Linked DNA regions of Mus musculus: all the other regions are linked to region 3. The links are chromatin contacts, called in public HiCAR-type and promoter capture Hi-C maps. All regions are on one chromosome and are shown on one strand. The core of a region is the stretch at or near the end of the contact, and the rest is flanking DNA. Distances in the headings are between cores, read along the strand shown. Region 1 holds the start of Caps2 (calcyphosphine 2). Region 2 holds the start of Glipr1l1 (GLI pathogenesis-related 1 like 1). Region 3 holds the start of Nap1l1 (nucleosome assembly protein 1-like 1).

The links. Promoter capture Hi-C pulls out the DNA fragments that hold promoters and counts their contacts. HiCAR-type assays count read pairs that join an accessible place to other places.
Region 1: a HiCAR-type map of astrocytes shows a contact between it and region 3, with 3 times the contacts expected there. The contact joins the promoter of Caps2 here to the promoter of Nap1l1 in region 3. A contact is called at or near these places in 2 of 39 promoter capture datasets (cranial neural crest and embryonic stem cells), 1 of 115 datasets of contacts at active chromatin or transcription factors (astrocytes) and 1 of 9 other capture datasets (liver).
Region 2: a contact with region 3 is called in a promoter capture Hi-C map of second pharyngeal arch cranial neural crest. The contact joins the promoter of Glipr1l1 here to the promoter of Nap1l1 in region 3. A contact is called at or near these places in 2 of 39 promoter capture datasets (cranial neural crest and second pharyngeal arch cranial neural crest) and 1 of 9 other capture datasets (adipose tissue).

What each region holds. Positions count from the first base shown.
Region 1 is chr10:112,162,341-112,165,151 of GRCm38.p6, forward strand. Caps2 (calcyphosphine 2) reads left to right here and starts at 1,281. Exons shown (of 18, transcript NM_001310675.1): 1 at 1,281-1,348.
Region 2 is chr10:112,058,655-112,061,589 of GRCm38.p6, forward strand. It overlaps Glipr1l1 (GLI pathogenesis-related 1 like 1), which reads left to right and starts at 1,535. Exons shown (of 5, transcript NM_027018.1): 1 at 1,535-1,853. The coding sequence starts at 1,656.
Region 3 is chr10:111,471,795-111,474,758 of GRCm38.p6, forward strand. Nap1l1 (nucleosome assembly protein 1-like 1) reads left to right here and starts at 1,433. Exons shown (of 16, transcript NM_015781.5): 1 at 1,433-1,557.

The sequences.
Region 1 (2,811 bases), core at 31-2,530, 690 kb after region 3:
TATTACATAGCTGCGAATCATCTTAGACTTCGCAGCCTCCTGCCTCAACCTCCTGAGTGCTGGGATTGATCATCATATTAACTTTTTGAAGTTGTCAGGGGTCAAATCATCTTCCTTAACCATGCCAGGCACCTGAGCTGTGTCCCCACCCCAGAGTTCCTTTTTTTAAAAAATTTGGTTATTTTATTTATTTACATTACAAATGTTACCCCCCTTCTTAATTTCCCCTCCACAAACCTCCTATCCCTTACCCTCTCCTCCTGCCTCTATGAGGGTGCTCCTGCACTGACCCACCTACCCTCTCTCGCCTCAGGGCCCTAGCTTTCCCCTACATTGAATCATCAAGCCTCCACTGGACCAAGGGCCTCCACTCTCACTGATGCCTTACAAGGCCATCCTCTGCTACATATGCAACTGGAGCCATGGACCCCTCCATGTGTACTCCTTGGTTGGTAGTTTAGTCCTTGGGAGCTTTGGGGGTGTCTGGTTGGTTGATATTGTAGTTCTTCCTATGGGGTTGCAAAGAGTTTACAGTTTTAAAACCCACAAAATATATTTGAAATTTGAATGTGAAACTGTTTAAAATGTGCCTGTTTTGGAGAAAGTTGATTTTTCAAAAGATATTAAAATTTTAGAATCTTAAGCCTCAAAATATTTGCAGATCTGAGATTGCATTGAAAGATACCACTTATTGTTATTGGCGTAGAGTTGTACAACTACTCAAGCTAACATTGTCCCTTTATGGACAGGTAGTTGAGACCCAAAGATGTTGCAAACATAGGTAAGATTTTGGTGGGAAAATTGGTGATAGTCTGGGATACAGGATATTTTTATGGTTGTTTTCTCCTCGAATATCAAATTGGACTCTGGACATAATGGTAGTTGCTCTGTGAAATAATGTTCAAAGGAATTCCACTAAATGAATGATCCACTGTGATCCTTGCCGGGTTTTGCTGGTCTCCTGGTGCAGGAGAAGCCTGCTGTGCATGAGTCCCCTACTGTAGTCCAGGCCAGGGTTTATCACACCTCAGATTTGAGCTCTTGGTCTGGGAGGCTACACTTTAAAAAAAAAAAAAAGAAAGAAAGAAAGAAAAGAAAGAAAGCCTTTGGACTCCAGGTGGGTTTGTCTGCTAGTGTAGGGGTGTTTGTCCAGACTGTAGAGGCAGCCAGAGGAGTGGAAGGATTAGAGTACAGATTCGGGCCCAGAGGTGGAGTCAAAGTCCCTTTTATTACTGGGGAAGTTGGAGAGGGCCAGGAGGCCTAGGGAACCAACTCCAGTTGCCTAGCAACCAGAGACTCTGGTCTAGACTGTTGTGTTTTCTGGGACCTGCTCCTGAGTTTGCCAAGGGTAAGCTTTCAGAAGGAAGTTCTTGGTGGAAGGAATCACCATGGTTTATACAGCTTCCAGTCCTTCTATTTTCGATTTGGGGTGTAAGGAGCTAACACTATTAGGTCAAGTCAGCTTGCCTTGCTCCCTAGTGTGGCCCTGAGTCCTGGAAAAAGGAGCTAGTAGATTCCTTTGGGAGCACTCCAGGTACTGTAAAGTAAGCTTTAAATTGAATTAGGAACGACTTTGTGTTCAGTTTCAGACCTTGGGTGGATTGTCACCACGGACTCAAGGTGGACTCAGTCCCTGTCCCTCACGAATTTAAGTACTGAACTGTATTTATTAATCGCTTCCTTGTTTATGAACTGGATCAGATGTCTTTCCTTTCATGTGTGTTCTGACTTTGCATGAACAAATTCAAAGCTCGGGATACACTTACCAGGAGTGAATAGCTGGAGTTGGAAGTGGTCCCTGTTAAGAGACAAGGAGGGAATGAAGCCTTCGTGACTCAGTGGTTAAAGGCACCAAAGACATTAATCAACAATAGTAACTACCTCCTAGCAACAGCTCTTGCTGATCAACACAATTTGGTGAAAATTATTCTGGTGCTGATTAAAGTAACCGCCTTCCCCCCCCCAACAAAGCACACGAAAATGTTGAGATACTAAATAAATACTAAGCTAAATAATAAGTAAGCTAAATACTGATCAGACCTGGGTATGCTGAAGCTCTTTGTAAAGTCCATGAGGGTGGGCACCATAGGCTGACTGAGAAAAATTAATTTACAATAAGGGTCTGGAGGAAGACGCAGTGTCAGAAAAGTCGCTAGCCACATAGATAGTGCAAAGGCCACCAGGCTTTGGCTTGGAAGCACATTCATGCCAGCTCCAAGCTCCTAGGCAAAAACAGTTAGAGTGCTCCTTCCTTTGAAGATAGAACCTCATGTGTACGCTTAACATTCCAAAAGTCAAAATAAAAACATGTAAAATTTTGAGGACAGATAGAGACTTCATTTAACAAGCAGAATTTATATACATATATACTATTACATAATTATTACGATTTATACAAAATTACTAATTATACTGTTGGTCGGATTTTTGTTTGTTTGTTTGTTTTATCTCTTTTGTTTTGGAGACAGGGTTTCTCTGTGTGGCCTTGGATGTCCTGGAACTCACTCTGTAAATCAGGGATTCGCCTGCCTCTCAGCCTTCAGACTACTGGTATTAGAGGCATGTGCCACCACCGGTTAAGTTAGTCTACCCTGACAGTATAAAAATCCATACTGTCTTGAGAACTGAATATGAAGAAGAGTTTGCTCATGGTACAGGGAAGGCAGGCAGACTATTATCTGCCTCCCAATTATGCTGAAAAACCTTAGCATAGACTGAATGGCTTTAAATAACACAAGCGTGTTATGCTATACTCCTGGAGGTCAGTGCACACAATTTGTCTGGAAAGCAAGCTGCCAGCAGGAAAGGCTC
Region 2 (2,935 bases), core at 285-2,784, 590 kb after region 3:
AATTGAGCCAATGAGAAAAACGGGGCCTTCAGGTAGGAACTGCAGGAACATGACGAAAGATTTAAAAGCACATTCTGTGAAGGTAGCAAGGAGCACAAGAGACTAAGCAAGGAGTCACCCTGATAGATGCCTCTGGGGAGCACCCTTGTCAACCTGGTAGATACCTCTGAATGAAGAAAGGATACCCAAATGTGACCTGGGTGTCAGCTATGGTCAGATTACATAATGATGAGGCGTGGAGATATATACACAGGAATGGGTATGGTCCTATATGTCTGGCTGGATATGTAAGAATGTGCATATCTATATTTATATTGGAGTATGGAGTATAAGAAACTCAGTTTGCCTATGCGTGCGACACCACAGCAGTACACGTAGCAAGCCCCCATCAGCTGATAATAGACCACCAACATGTCCTTTCTATCTCTGTAGCGATTCTGTTAGGATACTTGGATTTGTTCTTGTTGGTTGTGTTCATGTGTTTCCTCGTTCATTTTTACTTAATATCTTAATTTGGTAACTAGTTTCATCAAAATAAGTTTTTGATTGCTTTGTTTGTGTGGTAAATTGTCTAGGGAAGAACACAGGGTAGGTCTTAATGTGTTAGCCTGAATTAAATGGCACTGTAATAACCTAAACATTAAATTAAACAACCTGAGTATGAAATATATTCATCTATAAATACTGAAAATATCACTAGACGTTAGAGGTAACGTGGGGTTTACTAGAGAATAACTGACAGATTTAAAGCATTAAACCAAATGAAGTTGACTTACACTTCATTTTCAATAGGGTGAGCAAGCAACATACTCAGTGCATAGTCCTAGTCCTTACAATAAAAATGATCTGGAATCTGCTAGTCATCGCACAGGGCACAGATTCTAAATTATCCCAAAGAAAGATTTTGACTAGAAGAAAACTACTTGGCTCTAATTTTCCACATGCCTATAGCATTTTTACTTTCCTAGGTAGTCACTGAGAAGGGAATTCCTGGATGTTTGACAAGGGAGTAATTGAAAAACCACAGGATGCCCCAGAGTTCGCCAATTGCCTCTTCCATGTTCCCATTATCTGGAGGAAGAGACAAAATAAGATGCAGTTTATTTTAAATAAATTTTTAAAAGCTAGACATGGAAAACAGAGTCTAAGAAACTCATAAGTTATTTGCATTTCTCTCCCTGTAGCCTGACAGGGTCTCAACTCTTGCCTAGCCTGGAATCTGCTATGAAGATCAGGCTGGCCTCAAACTCACACTTACAGAGAGCCTATTGCTCCTGCCTCTGTTCACTGAGCGCAGCGACTAAATCGTCTGCGACAATACATACAACAAACTCTTCTGTTAGCACAGGCCAGCCCCATTGTCAGAACCCTGTAGTGTTTTCACAATCAGTCTTTTCCCAGTCCAAGCACTCTCCACAGTGAGTCTGGGTTGGCTCTTCAGAAAGCTAGTTGGGTACTTCGAACCATGCACCAGAGGGCGCCTCAGGCTTTCCTCAGAATTTAAGGCTTAGCTGCTCAGAACGTGCCATGCTTCAGTCTCCATGGCAACACTGGCTGCCTTGAACACATTCCCCAGGCTAATGGGAAGACAGAGCCAGTTTAAAGTGTAATCTCTGTTCTTGCACATTCACTAGGGGTATCCACGACATCCTTCCATGGCCCTGAAGAAGAAACTTAATTTTTTATGGACATTAGTTCTGTATTTGATAGCCAGCAGACTGCCCAAGGCATTCGGCAAAGATCTTCCTAGGGTGCCAACTATCACGGATCCGAAATTTATAGATGCATTCCTCAACATCCACAATGAACTGCGACGCAAGGTCCAGCCCCCGGCAGCTGATATGAATCAACTGGTGAGAAAGAAAAGGAATTATGTTCAGAACAATGAGTTTATGCAGGGGAGGGAGATGAAACATGGTTTACCAAGACAAGAATTCGTTTTAACGTGTTAGTAGATGCATTTTTCCCCCTCAGAAGAAAAGAAAGAATCACCCTTGACTCCTTTTATGACAATGGAATTTTGAAAGTTAATTGCTTTAACCTCACGGGTCATTGTGCATGACATATGATAGTCATGGTCTATCTGGATAGGTAAGATGCAGAGATTTCCCTGATTTGGAAAATGGCATTGCAGCTCCATCTGTCGTTCTCGAGAAAGGCCAGTTAGGGTAAGACATTGTGGCTTATTTACAAATCATGTTCAAAATGTTTGTACAAAGCATCACAGATTATTGGTGGGGCCTGAAGCACTCCTGGCCTGACTGCTAGAGAGCAGAAGCGTTGTTTTAATTTTTTTCTTTCCATTTTTTATTAGGTATTTAGCTCATTTACATTTCCAATGCTATACCAAAAGTCCCCCATACCCACCCACCCACCCCCACTCCCCTACCCGCCCACCCCCCCTTTTTGGCCCTGGCGTTCCCCTGTTCTGGGGCATATAAAGTTTGTGTGTCCAATGGGCCTCTCTTTCCAGTGATGGCCGACTAGGCCATCTTTTGATACATATGCAGCTAGAGTCAAGAGCTCCGGGGTACTGGTTAGTTCATAATGTTGATCCACCTATAGGGTTGCAGATCCCTTTAGCTCCTTGGGTACTTTCTCTAGCTCCTCCATTGGGAGCCCTGTGATCCATCCATTAGCTGACTGTGAGCATCCACTTCTGTGTTTGCTAGGCCCCGGCATAGTCTCACAAGAGACAGCTACCTCTGGGTCCTTTCGATAAAATCTTGCTAGTGTATGCAATGGTGTCAGCGTTTGGATGCTGATTATGGGGTGGATCCTACATCTCATATCACCGAGAAGCAATGCAAGTCTGTTATATTCCTGGAATTCGCTCCTGTGCTCTAAAGGGGTGTCCTTCTCATAGGTGTTAATGATCTGTCGAAATCTTTACTACTTAAGGCATAAAAGGCTTGGGAGACACTTTAGAGAACGC
Region 3 (2,964 bases), core at 183-2,682:
CTGGCTTAACTGGTGTGTGACACCACACTCCACTTTCCCCCAGAGACCTTTGTGTGCATTCCAGATACTGATAGTTATCTTGTTGGAAATTAACAGTGATTTTTTTTTTTTTTCTGCTACAGGGCCTTAAATATTCCGCGCTGACCTGGAACTCTCTATGACCCTAAATTCCTTATCCCTGTGCCTCTATCTCTGCAGGGGTGCAACTCCAGAAATGAAGCCATGTGTGGGCTATGTGATGCTGTGGTTTGAACCTGGGGCCTTCATGCATCTTAGGCAGGCACTCTTACCAAATGAGCTACATCCAAAGGACTCAAAGAGTAGTTATTCTTTCACTAAAATACTAGCACATAGCCTTTTGTATGCACATACTACTTTTTGCCAAGTTCTTCCATGCCTGATTTCACAACAGATAACCAGATTCTCCTGTCTGTCTGTTTGTATTTCCAATGTTGCCCTATCTCACGACTTGTAGTGTCTGGAAGACTCCAGTGAAGGCTTGTGGGAGGATGGGAATGTAAAATGTAGACAGTGCCTTAGTATTATAGACAGATTAACCTCCCACCATAAAGACCACACTTGGAGCACAGCTGTTTGATTTGACGATCTCAAATTGTGGCACATAGCCACTCTCTGAAAGATTTAAAATCTGATACCTGCAGGGCCTCACTGTGGCCCTACCTAAAAAACAAAACCCCAAAGCACCAAACATAGTTAACAGAACAGGTGATTTGTAGTCAACTGAAAAATAGCTGCAAGATTTCATGAGCTTAAGGGTTGATTTACTTTTTCAGGAAGATGAAAAATTGGTATGCTGATTATTTTCATTATAAAGCAGTAATACGCAAAAATACGCTCTTTACTTCCATCAAATGAACTAAAGCAGAGATGAAGGGTTGTGTATCAGGTAAACGTGATGTGGAACACCCTAAAAGGCGTAGAGGCGCCCCGAGTTAGAAGCAAAACCAGCCGAAGACGCTGCCGCGGTGGTCACAAGAAAAGAGTTGTTAGTTCTCAGCTAGAGTGGGAAAATGGTTTCAGAGGAGAAGGGGGTGGGGAGAGGGGAGAGGCGTGCTGGGATTAGGTCTGGATGCGGATGGGAATCCTAGCCAGGATACTGCAAGCCTGCCACTAGGCTGTGTCCCTAACCCAGGCGGGCAAGGAGAACCAGGAGCGGGACCTATGGGTCGTCGCTGTGGGATTGGGATTTCCATCGCAGCGTAGAAGGGAGAAGAGATGGCGAGCACAAGACCGCCACAGGCGGGAAGCCTAAGGTGCCGGGGAAGAAGGACGGCTCTGTAACCAGGCAACAAGGCCCAGGCCCGCCTCCCGCTCCCGTTGCTACGCAACGCCGAGGCCAGGGGGAGGGCGTCGGAGCAGCCCTACGTGCTGACGCTAATTGTATATGAGCGCGAGCGGCGGGCTCTCGGGTCTTTTTTAGCGCCATCTGCTCGCGGCGCCGCCTCCTGCTCCTCCCGCCGCCGCCGCTGCCGCCGCCCTGAGTCACTGCCTGCGCAGCTCCCGCCGCCCGGCTCCGCGTCCGAGCCTCCTGGAACGGTAACGGCTGGGGGCCGGGAGGGCCGGGTGGCGGGGGCCTGCGAGGTGTCGGGCTGAGGCCGCGGGGTGAGCGCTCCGGAGCGGCCATGCGGCCTGAGGGACCCCGGGGAGCGCCGGCGGCTGCGGGGCGCGCGGGACGGCGAGGCCGCGGGAGAGCGGAGGAGGAGGAGGAGGCCACGCCGCGGGGCGCCCTGGGTCGCCCGGCCGCCTCTGCCTCGGTGGAGCCCACCGCGAGGGCAACCCCGGCGAGGCGGGCCGCGGGGATGGGGGACATGGAAGGAACGGTGGCCGCGCGAGTTCCGCCCGCAGGGAGGGGCTGTGCAGGCCGCGCGGCCTCGGCGCGCAGGAGCCGGGGCACGTGGGGACCGCGCCGCGGGCGGCCGGAGACCCCTGCCGGGGCCCACCCGACACCTCCGTCGGAGTTGGAGGAGGAGGAGGGGTCGCCACGAGTACCAGTCCCGCCACGGTCTCACCGGCTCCCTGGGTCTTCCTGGAGGGAACTGTGCTAGCGGATGGGAGGATGGAGGGGCGAGCAGCCTCCACCGCCAGGGTTATAAGGGGTTAACACGTGCAAAGCGTTCAGCCTAGCTATTTTTTTTTTTTTTTTTTTTTAACAAAAGATCTTGTTTTGTGTCTCACAGGTACAGTTAGAACTTCGATGGGTAACGTGGCCGGGGTATATTTGTGTGGAGAGACTTAATCCTAGTCTCCTTAAACCTCCAGATGGTTCTGAGACGAAAACTAAGAAGGGCTGGCTTGTTGGGGGTGGGGAGTGGGGTTCGAGTTTAATAGACCAACAGCGTGGTTCTTCCCTTCAGGCAGCACCCCCTCCCTCCCCCCAGAATTCTCACTAGGGATGAAGTGGAAGGACCATGGGGTGGAACAAGGCATTAATAATATACTGACCAAGCTCAGTGCGCCACATTTCTGTAAAGATCTCAGGAGTGGCATCGGAGGGAGGGCGGAGACAGGTCCTGTCCAGAGGGCAGGGCTTCCCAGACTAAAAGGATGCACCAGGCATACAGGCTATCTTCCAGGGCTAACTACTTCAGACTGTCTCCTGTCTCTAAATTCCAAAATGAGAAACGTTTTAAAGACTTTCCCAACACCTCTAATTTCAGGAGAGCCAACATAAAGTTTACCACTTTTGAAAATAGACGCCATCAAAACACCTTCCCAAACTTAATATCCAAAGAATACTTTGGATTAGAGGAGTGCCTAAAATTTACATTTTTTTGTTTTTTGATTTTTTTGGGGGGGGCGGGATGGGGTGGGGGTGGTGGTTTCCAGACAGGGTTTTTCTGTGTAGCCCTGGCTGTCCTAGAACTCATTCTGTACACCAAACTGGCCTGGAACTCAGAAACCCACCTGCCTCTGCCTCCCAAGTGCTGGGATTAAAGGCGTGCA